2 separate regions of the Pan troglodytes genome follow, and region 1 is linked to region 2. A link is a contact called in public Hi-C data. All regions are on one chromosome and are shown on one strand. Each heading gives the region's core, a stretch centred on a gene start, on an enhancer-like site or on the middle of the called end of the contact. The rest is flanking DNA. Distances are from core to core; before and after follow the strand shown. Region 1 overlaps LOC104002831 (a long non-coding RNA gene). Region 2 has its middle 32 kb from the start of KRT17.

What was found. Hi-C and Micro-C count contacts between places; a contact is called where the count stands out from the background.
Region 1: a Hi-C map of induced pluripotent stem cells shows a contact between it and region 2, with 2.1 times the contacts expected there. The contact joins two enhancer-like sites. A contact is called at or near these places in 3 of 7 Hi-C or Micro-C datasets (induced pluripotent stem cells and stem cell-derived neural progenitor cells) and 1 of 1 other capture datasets (stem cell-derived neural stem cells).

Annotation. Positions count from the first base shown.
Region 1 is chr19:26,590,717-26,596,992 of NHGRI_mPanTro3-v2.0_pri, forward strand. It overlaps LOC104002831 (a long non-coding RNA gene), which reads left to right. Exons shown (of 3, transcript XR_675249.2): 2 at 1,551-2,215; 3 at 3,225-4,484. Among named protein-coding and RNA genes, the nearest start is that of KRT9, 21 kb to the left of the region's middle. Within about 2 kb of position 4,690, at least 13 of the 24 cell types and tissues checked have an H3K27ac peak or open chromatin away from gene starts, as enhancers often do. A contact at or near this core is called in induced pluripotent stem cells and stem cell-derived neural stem cells, where this site is marked.
Region 2 is chr19:26,484,968-26,491,391 of NHGRI_mPanTro3-v2.0_pri, forward strand. No RefSeq gene overlaps it. Among named protein-coding and RNA genes, the nearest start is that of KRT17, 32 kb to the right of the region's middle. Within about 2 kb of position 2,959, at least 3 of the 24 cell types and tissues checked have an H3K27ac peak or open chromatin away from gene starts, as enhancers often do. A contact at or near this core is called in induced pluripotent stem cells and stem cell-derived neural stem cells, where this site is marked.

The DNA.
Region 1 (6,276 bases), core at 3,440-5,939, 110 kb after region 2:
GACAAGGTCTCTGCCCCCATGGGCTCACAGTCTGGTGCCAGAGGCAGACAGGCAGACAGGCCAGTGCTGAGTGAGTGCCATTGGTGATGAGAGGGACGGGCTGTACTTTCAGATGGGGTCTCCTGACCTGGCCATGGTGGCTGGGGAAGCTTCCTAGGATAGGCATGGGCCAGGAAGCTTCCATAAGTCATTTTGTTGATTTCTCACAACTGTGTGAGGTTGCTCTTGTTGCTTCCATTTACAGATGAGGAAACTGAGGCTCAGAGAAGAAAAGTTCCTTGCCCAAGTCACCCACACCAGTGTTGATCTGGCTCCCTACCTCCTGCTCTTAGCACGACCTATCTGGCCTCTAACAATTTTTAACACTTTTTAAGATTGCTCTGTGGCCTCAATTTTCTCCAAGAGTTACCTTGATCTCTCCCCAGGAAGATCAAAGCTGTCGGAGAACACATGAGTATCAGAACCAGAGACTGTGGGTACAGAGGGGTCCTGGGTGAATAACCCTGCAAGGACAGACAGTCCCTAAGGACGGCTCTGCACCCACATGCTGGGTGTGACACTCATGTGTCCTCCGATGGCTTTGATATTCCTGAGCTTTCTTCCCACCCGGGAATCCCTCAGTCTGTCTTTGCTGCTACCAGCACCCTCAGCCTCAGAGACATGCCATCCTCACCTGAACTCAGGCCAAACTCTCAAACATGATTCCTTTCATCTCTTGCCCTCACCATGACTCAGTCATGTTGGGGTTGTCAGAAGGAGCATTTGTCAAGATGGAGGGAAACCTCAGGGAAGTGAATCAACACCAAACCCATAAGAGTCAAGCTTGAGATCCAAAGGTGGGGTGTGTGTGGGGAGGAAGGTTAGCTTCCCCAAGTTCTCTGCTCATTGGGAGCCCCAAGTGGAGACTCTGCCTGTCATTGACCCCTTCATTCAATGGGTAATCACTGAGGGCCTACTCTGTGCCAGACATGGGGCTAGTAGCTGGGGCTACTACAGTGACCCAGGCAGAGTCTGCCCCCATAGAGTCTTGTCGGAGAGACCAACAGGTAACAGCCACCTCCATACAGTATGCTGCATTCCATTAGGGGGAAGCCCAGGGACTCTGGGCCACACAGCAGAAACAACTAACACAGTCTTGGGAGTCAGGGAACATTCTTTGGAGAAAGTGTTGGGTCAACACACCAGGAAGATGTTGGATTTGATATTTGATATTTGGTGGAGGTGATATTTGGTGGAGGTGATATTCAATGGAGGTGGTGTGCATGTGTGTTTGTGTGTGTTTGTGTGTGTTGGGGGTGGGCAGTTCTGGGTAGGGGGAACTGCATCAGTGAAGGCCTGGAGGTGTGACTGAAAGTGGCCCACTGGAGGAGCTGGAACTTGAACTTCCTGGGGCTACTGTGCAGAGGGTGAGGAGGAGCTGAAGAAGGATGACGAGGTGCTGGTGGGAGTAGGGGGTCAGTCGTGGAGGACTTGCTCATGGTGGGGAGACTGAACTGTACCCCAAGAGCCACAGAGAAGCACATGTCCCTTTTGTTTTCACCTTTTTCTAGCCCTGCAGTGGAGGAGGAGAACCTGTTGGCCAGGAACTGCCAACAGCTTTTGTTCTGGATAAGCCCCTCGTGGAGGAGGACAAGGCAAGAAGATGGGTCTTCATCCTAACCCACGGAAGCAGCGCTGGACTGAGGAGCACCACCTGCCAAACTCCCAGCCCCACTGAGTAACCTCCAGGGCAGGGGCATGTCCCTGCTTACGAGCTCCCACCAGCCCGTCACACCCCTCCACCCACCTCAGAGGCTCCTGCCCCTGACCTGAGTGAGCTCTGTCTGAGTTGGGTCCCTCCTCCCTCCAAGGAGTGTGCTCTATGGACAACAGCCTCTATCCTCATTTGTCCCTTCCTCCTAGCGCCTCCTTCTGCACCTCTGACCCCGCTCCATGCTGTCACCTCCTCTGTATGGCAGCTGGGCCTCATCTGTCCTGGGATGGTGGCAAGCCTGTACAGAAGTCATCTTCCTTATTTCTCACTACCACCAGCTTCCCAGATGGGAAACTGAGGCTCAGAGAAATGACATAACTCAGCTGACAAAGGATCTGAGTGGGTCTGACCCGCAAGCCCTCCCTCTTCACCTCATGCTGTCTAAAACAATTACAGACACCTCCCACGAGCAGGAAAGCTCTGGAAATGTCTTCTTGGAAAGCAAGCAACTACCCATGAACAGTGAGTCTCTGTCCCAGGTATTTCTTGTCTCTGGGCCTCAGTTTCCTCACCAGACTCCTCAGTGTGTGGAACAAATGCAGTGGCAATGAAGGAACGAGGGCACCAGGGAGGGCGGGCTCCACTGACTTTCTGAGTCATGGAAAATGCATGGTCCAAAAAGCTCTTAGCATTTTCTCTGCCCCTGGGTCTCACATCCATCTCAGGCCATGTCAGCCCCCAAGCCCCAGGGGTCCTACTCTTCTCCCTCCTCTCAGGCCAAAATGAGAACAAAGCGAGTTCCTTCCCTCCATTCCCCTCGGCATGACTAACACATGCTGGGGTTTTCCCAAAGGAACTTCTGTCAGCCCTAATGGAAAACTGCAAAATACAAAGGAAACAAAGCAAATTCAGAATCCACAGCAAATAGTCATGTTTGAGGTACAAAAAGTTGGGGCAGGGGATGCTTGCTGAGAGCATTCCCTTCATACTAGTTTTTTTTTTTTTTTTTAAATTTTAGGTGGGGTCTTGCTTTGTCACCCAGGCTAGAGTGCAGTGGTGCGATCTCAGCTCACTGCAGCCTTGACCTCCTGGTTCAAGTGATCCTCCCGTCTCAGCCTCCTGAGTAGCTGGGATTATAGGCACCCGCCACCACACCTGGCTAATTTTTTGTATTTTTAGTAGAGACGAGGTTTCACTATGTTGGCCAGGCTAATCTCGAACTCCTGACCTCAGGTGATCCACCCACCTCAGTCTCCTAAGTAGCTGGGATTACAGGCACATGCCACCACACACGGCTAATTTTTTGTATTTTTAGTAGATATGGGGTTTCACCATGTTGGCCAGGCTGGTCTGGAACATAATAGTTCTTAACTGGAGCCCTATCTTGAGTTCTTTGGGCCCCTGGATTTTCCAGTGTATGTTCCCTGGGGTGTTAATTAATATAAAATAATCCCAAACAAAACTCTTATGATCAAATCCAGTGGAAAACATGGAGATAAACAAACCAAACCTTTTTTTTTTTTTTTTGCAGGACTTCTCAAAGCTTTTGGCCTTGGCCTCCCAAGGTGCTGGGACTACAGGCGTGAGTCACTGCACCTGGCCAAAGCTTTTGTTTGCTTAAAGTGCTTTGTAAGTTTCCAAGAGGAGGCTACAGAACCCAGAAATCACCTATGGATTTGACCACGAGATGCGCTGCTGAATTCATGGTGGGAAATGCTGATGATCTCTGATGGAGGCTGCTGGGTGGCTGCTGCCCTCACCCTGACCTGTCCTCCCCAGCTGGACGGGGGACTTCTAGGAGGGGGAGGGTCCCCACTGAAGATGGACACATGTCCTGTCAGAGTTTCTGAGAAGCTCCAGCCCTTAGGCAGAATGGGACAAGGAGAAACAGAGTTGGGTCTGTACTCGGGACTGCAGAAGCCGAGCATGCGGAGTTGTAGGGACAGTGCCCCTCCTCCATCCCCACCTCCCAGCCCCCCAGTATCTCCTTCTCCCCCTGATCCTTCCCTTGATCAGGCCAGGGCCCTGTCATTGTCCCAACAAATGCCTACTGCCAGTTCATCGCACCTTGTTTTCTCTGATGTCCTCGCAATCACACACCTTGTGCCCCTGAGCTGGGTACATGATCCTTTGCAATGTGTGCTAAGAGAACTGTATTGCTAATAATAAAGACAAAATTTAATGACTCCACTGGCTGAGCTTCTGGTAGGTCCCAGGCACGTTAGACAGACTATTTCATTAATTCTCACCTCGGCAATTTGAGGAAGGTCTTGCTGTCTCAGTATCCTGAGTCTTAGACAGGTTCAATGACTTGCACAAGGTCACATAGCTTTTAAATGACAGGGCCTGGCTGACTTGGCTCTGAAGTGAGTTCTCTTTGCAACAACCTACCCAGCTGAGCCCCTCCTTTGTTTAGAGAAGGCTTCTCCTCTGAGCTGGGAAGATCCAACTTTGACCCTCAATTCTCAGATGACAGTGGTTCAGTCAGGCAGGAACTAGCTGTACTGACTTGTAAACAAGTCACTTCTGCAAGGAGAGGCAGAGGCCAGTGCTTGCGCAAGCGTGACTGATAAAGGAATGGGGCGAGGGCTGAGGACTCTCTGGCTCTACCGATTTATGATTCTGAAAGTCATCAATCTTAAAGAGAGATCTGCATTCCCCAAGCTTTCTTCTCCCCGAGGGGCCTCTCCTATCTCTCGCCAATATTGTGGCTCCCCTCAGCCGCAGGGGCAATCTTTCTGGTTTTCTCTTAGGTCCAAACACGAACAAAATAGAATCCTCTTTGCCCTTCTCTTGGTTCTCTTCTCTTCCTTTTCCTTCTTGGTTACACTTTGGAATTTTCAGAGGAAAAGTTTGCCAAGTCCAAGGAAGACTTTATGGAAATGAACAAGAGCCTATAAAACCCCATGAACTATCCATGAAGGATATAGCACGGTGTGAACGGTTTCCTTCACAGCTGTGGCTGCAGCGGCCCCTTGTGGCCATGTTACACGCCAGGAAATTGAGTGTCAGAGAAACCACAGTTTTAGCGCTGGGAGGGGAGCTCTCTTTCCTTAGAGAGGTGGCCTCCTCCACTCTTTTGTGGCCCAGAGAGGGGAAGACACATGCCCAGGGCCACAAAGGTAGAATGCAGGCATTTGGACTTCCAGCCCTCCTGGGGCTCTTTCTCTTGTATTGCTCTCAGCTCAACGTCCCTTTGTTGCTGTAGGGAGGCCAGGGAGCAGCCTGGAGTGTGGGGTCTGCCTTTGCCCATACAGGCTCCCTCTGACCGTTCCTCTCACACAGCACTGAGCAGGGTCAGGGGTGCAGAGGGAGGCGGTAGGAGGGAGCCCGCCTGCAGGCAGGTTGGCGAGTCCCCTCGCGGCCCCCAGGAGGCGCTGTGAAGCCGAGTTGGCGAGGCCCTGGGCTCCTCCCGCACCGGTGGCGGAGGGAGATGTTCAGTCTGAGGACAAAGGAAGCTGCACCCCGCCTAGGGACAAAGGAAGCTGCACCCCGCCTGGGGAGCTTGCAAAGACGGGGCCTTGTGGCCGGCAGCCTGCCCTGTCCGGAGCCAAGGTTGGCTCCAAAGCGGACATCGCCGCCTCTCTCCGGGCTCCGGTGGCGGGCTGCTGAGGCACCCCACAACCACCTCCCCCAGACTTCACTTTGCAGACGCTGCTTCTTCTCTCTGAGCCTCTGAATGCCCGGTGAGGTGGGCAGGGCAGGATCCCTGTTCCTGTTATGGACTGGAAAACAGTTTCACAGAGGCCGAGGGCTTGCCGGAAGTCAGCCAGCTGATGAAAGGCGGAGCCTGGCCTCAGGGCTTTGGACCGCCAAGCCAGTGCCCAAGCCCTTTCCTACACAACTCATGGCTTCCCGGAGTTTGGCTCAGGGTAGAGGGGGAGATGCTGTAGAGGAAGGCAGGAGCCTTTGGAGTCAGCTCCACTACCACCTGCCATGTCATGTAACCTCCCCGAGCCTCAGTTTCCTCATCTGTAAAATGGGCAGTAACCCTTGGAAGGTTGTTGTAAGGAGTGGACATCATGGATGTCAAGAGACAGCAGAGTTGCCTGATCCAGTGTGTCAATGTGGGGGCCATGGGGCCCTGTCCACGTGTCAGTACAGCCACCTCCTCGGAGATCCAAGCTGGGAATGTCAGAGCCTGGCTCTTCCTCGTTGAGGTGCAGTGAGCTGCCTTAGTCTGTGGTGCAGGGCGTGGGGGTGGACATGCTCTTGCTGCTGTGAGCCAGTGCAGAGATGGAGCCAAGAGAGGCCAAGTTTGGTGGGGTCACGGACGGGGCACGTAGGAGGACGGTGGGATGAGTCACTCACCAGCTCAGATTGTGGTGTGAAGGGGAAGGAGTGTGGAGGCTGGGCCGGGCCTGGCAGCACCAGGCACAGACCTACCAGGAAGGGAGGCAGCCCTCTGGGACCAAGGCATGGCACCCTGCCAGTCCCACTCACCCAGCCTCTGCGCTGCCCGGAGCTCCCTAGGGGTGAGGGTGGGCAGAAGGGGAAATGTGTCCTGGGAACTGACAGCATGTGGGTCTGTGTGGGGAGAGATGGGGTGAGGGTCTGGCTGCTTTTTTGTCCTGCTCACAGCC
Region 2 (6,424 bases), core at 1,709-4,208:
ACAGAGACCTGTAAGCGGGCACACAGCCCCCTCCCCACTGTCTAGAACTTGGTAGAGGAGGACTCTGGGCAATGGCCTGCCTCTCTGGCCTCAATTTCCCTTTTCTGTAAAGTGGGGAAAACAATTCAGGCAGCTGCCAGGTCAGATCAGTCAGAAGGTGTGGGAGACCTCGGCACCCAGGCGTGTGCAGAGCAAAAGCCTGCTGGGTGTGTGTGGGGTTCGTGAGGGCGCTCTTCAGCTGAGCTGGGTTCTGCACGGTGGAGCAGGTGAGGGGGTGGGAACCTTGTTGGGGAGAGCACAGGAAAGTCAGGGCCTGAGTTTTGGCCCAACTTGATCCTAACTGGCTGCAAGCCCATCCCTCCTGGGCCTCACTTTACTTTTTTGTAAAGGGGGTCCTGGGTGAGATTGTCCTTCAGCCCACATGAGCTCCAAGGCTGGCTGAATGCCTTGCTTTGTTTGGCCCGCACAGGGTGTTATTTTGGAATTAGTTTCCAAATATGAAGCATCAGGAGGCTTCCCATACAAATCCAGAGTTCTAGCTTCCTGGGTGCAAAGCGAGAAGATCCGGCCTCCTGGGATTCCCTGTTTGCAGGCGGCAAGTGGCACAGTAGCGGGGGAAGGGGCCCTCGGTTCTCCCTGCCCCAGGGCCGACCCTCCTGCTGCCCTGCCTAGGACCCTCAGCTGCTGGCCACCCAGCCCCACACCCAGTCCTCTGGTGGCTGGTGCACCTGTGTGGGCAGGCCTCTTCTGTTTTGCCACCTTGCAGCTTCGGAGGGCAGGTCTGGATCGGACTGGCATTAGCTCATGCGCTTATCCAAAGCACACAAAGCAGAGATCTAGGTCTCAGCATTTCCTGGGGGTGTCCGGAGCCGTGGTCAGGGCCCAGAGACCATGTCTGTGTGTGGGGTGCTGAGTCGCTCCTGCTGGGGTTCAGTCCTTTCCTTCGCCCTTCACTGGCCCCCATTCCATGTCTCAGCCTGGTCGCAAGGCCCTCAGAGACTGGACCCTGCTGTCTCTCTCTCTCTCTCTGTCTTTTTCTGAGTAAGCAGAGGGGTGTTTATTGACCTTGAGACAGGGGAGCTCTCGCCCTGTGTGGGAGGCCTGAGGGGCTCCAGAGCCCTGGGTTTCTTCCTTGCTTGAACAGAGGTGGTCCGGAGTGGTGAGTGGTGTGGCCCTGGCTCCGTGTTGAGTTAATGGCTGGGTAGGATGGAACCCTGGACTCCTGCCCCTGGCCTGTGTTCTTCCTGTGGTTCCAGGTTCAGAACAGCAAATGGCAAGGCCCCTGGCTCTGAGGCTGGGTGGTTTAAGGAGGTGGCGATGTAGGGAATGTGGGTTTGAAGGCCCTGGGCCCAGGTAACAGGATGAGTCCAAGCAGGGATTCCAAGTCTGCCGCAGGGACCCGCCCGGTGCCAGAGTCCCCTGACAGGGAAGCCCCCGCCTCTGCCCCACCACATCCTTCCCCTGAACCTGCGGCTACAAAACCACACTGGAATTCCCGAGGGTCAGTGCCGAAGTGGTCCCAAACTGAGGAGGACACTATGCATGGGGACAGAGGAGGGGGCCATGGGGTAAGGGGGACAGGAAAGGCCATCACAGCAGGGCCCAGAGGGGAACTGACCCAGGCTGAGCAGGAGTCCCAAGGAAGGGCCCAGGTGCTGCCTGCCACCAGGACCCCCGCATTACAGAGGCCTCTCTTGCAACAAGAAAGCTTGGAACTCATAGAGGTGTCCAGAACTTGCACATTCCAAATGATGGTATCATTCTTGGGGCAGGAGGGAAGGGAGGCAGAGCCTGTTCCCCACTCTCACTTTCCCAGATGCCACAGGGACCCAGACTCCCTGTGTCTCTCATATCCCGAGACGCAGACCCTGTCAGGGAAGGGGCATGTGGCAGCGGGGCAGGCATGCCTGTGCCAGGCTGGGGCCACCAAGCACTGGTGGCAGCATAGACCCTGGGGTCTCTCTGTGCACAGCAGGGCCACCAGCAGGGCCAGGGCAAAGGTCTTCATGGTGTGGGAACTGCTCATTCTCGCTCTCTCTGGCTGGGCTGCAAGGCAAGTGGTCCCTTCCCCTGCCCTGCCATCTTTTGGCCTCACCTTCCTCCCTCCCCATGGAAGGCCCACACTCCTGTGTTCCTTGTGGCACTGCCTGGTCACAATCTCAAGTCCCCTTCCTTTCTTCCCTACCTGCACCCCCCACCCCCCAATTCAAGCCTCGGCGTCTCCACCCTCCCCAAGCCATCCCTGCCCCATCAACGAGGGCCAGCTCTATGCCTCTGATGACCTGCCAGCCTCCTGAGCCAGGCTGTGCACTCTCTGACTGCCAGGCCAGCCTCTGTCCTGCTTCCCCTACTTCCTGCTCAGAGCCGGTCATGCTGAGGCTGCGATGGAGACCTGGGAGCAGGAGGCAGCAGGGGATTCCTTGGGCTGTGGCTCTCATCATTGCTGAGAGAGGGAGAAAGGGCCCGGCCATTCCTGACCACAGCCCTGGGCTCCTGCACTCAGCCGGGCACTCACTGCATGCCAGCCTCAGACAGGGCAGTAGGGCCGCCTGGATGTGTACCGAGCCCTTCCAGCCAGGGCTTCAAGGCCGGGTCACAACTCCTGGCTCAGTGCCCAACTCCTCAACCCCTCAGCATCCACCTGCCCAGCTCATGCCAGGGAGGACAAAACAAAGGAGGCCCCTGTGGGACTACACAGGCCAGCTCCTGACACTATACAGGTGGGGAAACTGGGGCCCAGAGAGGGGCGGTGACTTGTCCAAATTCATGGGCCCAGAGCTGGGGTCCTAAGCCTCTCTCCCGGGTGGCCTGAGTTAGGCCGTGGTGCCGTCAGTCCCGGAAGGTTGGGACACCCACGGCAGTACCTGACTTGTTGGGGCCCAGCCTCCAGCCCACAGCCCCGCTTTGAGCAGCAAGGGAGCCTGCCCTGCCCCCAGCGTCTCCTCCTGCCTGACTGAGTTTCCCAGAGCCAGCAGAAAGGCAGGGCCGATGCAGGTCTGAATCCGCCCAGGGATCTGGCAGTCCCAGCTGGCTTGCCCTGCCCTCGAGCCCTGGGAGCGGGAAGTGAGCCTCCCCACCTCAAATCCTCCACCTTCCCTGCCACCCACACCTTCAGCCCGGGGCCCAAACATGGCAGGGAGCCAGGCCCCTCACCTCCCTCCTTGGTAACAGAGGCAAACACCCAACACTGGAGACTGTTTGTCCTGCCAACGCTGCACCCCAACCTGAGCCCACATGCCCTGCCGCAGTTGGGAGAAGCCTGGCTGGGGGAGGGGACGTGGCAGGGGCAGCCAGAACCTGTGGGCTTGGGGACCCTTCCCCTCCACTCAGTTCCCCAGGAGCTTCTGAGTGAGCACAGGGCAGCGGGGCTGTTGTCTCAGCACCTTTGACTGTGAGGCCCCCAACCTCAACCTCTGCTCCACCCCTAAGACTGTGCGCCTGGAAGGTGGAGAAGGGCTGGCTGGGGTGAGAGGGTCTGTGCTTGAACTACAGCAGAGAAAGAGAGCAGAGGGAGAAAGTTCTCTCTGGCCAGCTCAGCTGTGGGAGGGCTCAGGGAGGGAGGCCTGTGGGCCCTTTCTTTGCAGGCAGGGAGGGATGGGAGATTCTACCAGCACCAGACCTGGGGGGCTCTGCCTCCTGATCCCCAGGGTCTGGGTGGGCACCGTGAGGCACTCCAGCGTCGTGTTTGGGGGCTGGCTGGGTGGGCAAGGAGGTGGATGTCAGGGCCTGGGGAGGCTGGGGTAAGGTGGCGCCAGGAGGGGACGGGCAGTTTTTCTGGCCTTCACTGGCCTGTGGTTTCCGCAGCGCAGGGCATGGGACTGTGGGGCGATGGAGCAAGGAGGATGGAGTTTCTGTCCCTGGGAAGCTTCTTGTCTGAGGGGAGACATGCCCCGAGCCTTCAGGGACCGCCTAGTCGGAGGGGGAGACACAGCCCTTGTCCTGGGGAGTTTGGAATAGCCGTATTGGGGCCAGGGACAGAGGATGATGGAGTCACCCTGCTCTGCATGGAGCACGGGACCACCCGGCATCACGGGGCTGGGCAGACGCTTCTGTCTCTTCTGCATGGAGCACGAGATCACCTGGCCTCATGGGGCTAGGCAGACGCTTCTGTTTCTTAGGAAGAGGTCTGTTTGCTTCTCAAATGCTTCCCGGGAACCTCCTCCACCACTGCAGCCCTGCACTGTGGGCAGGAATGTCACTAGCCCCCTTTTATGGATGAGGAAACTGAGGCTCAGCCATCTGGGAAAATGTGCTGTGGGCAGCCCCCCCCGGACAGAGCTGTGCTGGCACCCTCCAGACAGTGCAGGAGGAGGCCAGGTCCCACAGAGTCCCTGCTGTTCCCCCAAGTCCTGAGGCCAGGGGGTGCTGTCTCTACTCTCAGTCCCCTGCCAGGACCTGTCCCCTGGTTCAATCCCAGGCAGGCCAGCGGGGAGGGTGGGGTGGGAGACTTGGTTCTGCTGAGGCTGCAGCTTCCCTGGCCCACCTAGGCTGAGTCAGGGCTGGGCAGGAGCCGAGGGCAGCAGCTTTCCCAGGGCCAGCCCGGGCGGCGTCCGCATTCCTCACTTGCAGGGTGCGTCTGGGCTTGGCTGAGCCAGGTGTGCTGTGCCCCACCCAGGCCCCCGCCTGCAGCTGAGCCAGCTCAGCGCTGGGGCCTTGTAAGGAAGCTTCTGGCAACCACCAGGAACGGGGTGTGGGAACTGCTTGGCTTGCATGTCCTTGCTGGGTGGGGTGCAGGCTGGGGGAGATCAGCCTGCTAGAGCCCAAGCTCCCACAGTGGCCAGGGCAATTGGGGTGCCCACTCCTCACCCCCTCCTCACACTCTGCTCTTGCCTCTGCAGTTGGAGAGCTGGAGGCCGAGGCCCCAGGCAGTCTGTGGTTTGGAGCTTTGGTCTTGGTCATTGCTCAGTAGATGCTGGGGGCAGAATGAAGGATGTTCTGAGAGCTGAGGTGGTGGTGAGGGCCCCGCAGTGGCCAGGAAGCAGCAGAGGGACACGTTCTGTTTGCTGCCTCCAGCCTCTAAGGGATGCCTTTGTCCTAAGCAGCTTGGAGCTCTGTGCCAGATGGGGTCCTGGAGTAGAGGCTGTGAGTGCGGCCTTGTGCCCATGGGGTGCCCATCTCTGGGGACTGCTGCTGACACCTTGCCACTTGGCCCTGTGTCCCCCACACCCCAGCTGGGCTGTCTGCACTGGCACCTGGGTCTGGAAGGGGTCTATATGGGGTTGGCCAAGGTCAGTCCTCACCACTTACTGCAGTGAAATTCTTCCCACAATCCACTTCTTCTCTTTGGGCCTCTGTTTTCTTTCCTGGAAAGTGGGGGTAGGAACTCCCTTTCCCAATGTCCCTGGGCGCTTTTTGTTTTTTACTTAATTAAAATTTTTTTTTGTGATTTTTGAGATAGGGCCTCACTCTGTCGCCCAGGCTGGAGTGCAGTGACGCCATCACAGCTCGTGCAGGCTTGATCTCCTGGGCTCAAGCGATTCTCCCACCCCAGCCTCCTGAGTAGCTGGGATCACAGGTGCACACCACCAAGCCTAGCTGAATGTCCCTGGGTTCTTGGTGGATGGAATGTGACCATGAGACTGAGGATGTGTGTTGGGAGCTGAGATGAGCTGTGCTGGGACCTGCATCTTCTCCACCACAGGACCCCCCAGCTTAGCGCTGTAGCTTCTCCATCACTCTCTGTGAGTCTGGCAGGGCCCCTGGATGGTGATTGGGGAAGGAAACTTCAAGTTTGGGATTTGGGGACCTTGCTCACTGTTTAGCCTCTTCCTGGAGGGCTACTGGTAGAGCCAGCATTTCAATCACACCAACAACCACCCATGGGGGACCTCCTTGCCTCCCTGTTGCCCAGTTCTGAGGCCTCAGCATTTCTGAGCACAGCCCAGGGCTGGTCCCCTCTGTCATGCCTTGCAGCAGGCAGGGCCAAGCTGTTTCCTGGGAAACTGTGATGGGCCCAGGGTGGGCCCAGGGTGGCTTGGTCTGCAGAAATCACTTCCCAAGCCTTGGTGGGAACCAGCAGTTCCTGGCCCTGGGCCCAGGGTGGGCGTGGGAATTCTGTCCTGCAGGGAGGACAGGAAGGGTGACGGCAGGGCTGTGGGAGCAGAGGCTGAGGGATGGGGTGGGACACTGGTCCTGGGCATCTAGCATAGCCTCCACGGTGAGGGCGGCAGGCTGAGCTCCAGGCAGCTGGGTTGGGGGGCAGGGACCAGAGCAGGTGCAGCCCCCTGGCCCCACCTAGCCCCTTGCAGAGCAGTGGTGGGCAAGCCTGGCCGAGGTGTCCCAGGCTGGGGCAGAGACCCCTTGGCTCCTCTTTCTGGGGGCAGCTCCTCACTTCCCCAGCTTTCTTTGGCTGAGCCCTGGGGCTGGCTCTGGGGTGCCCCATTCCAGGGACTCTCTGGGGACCTTGGCTGCTTTCCCTGCTTCT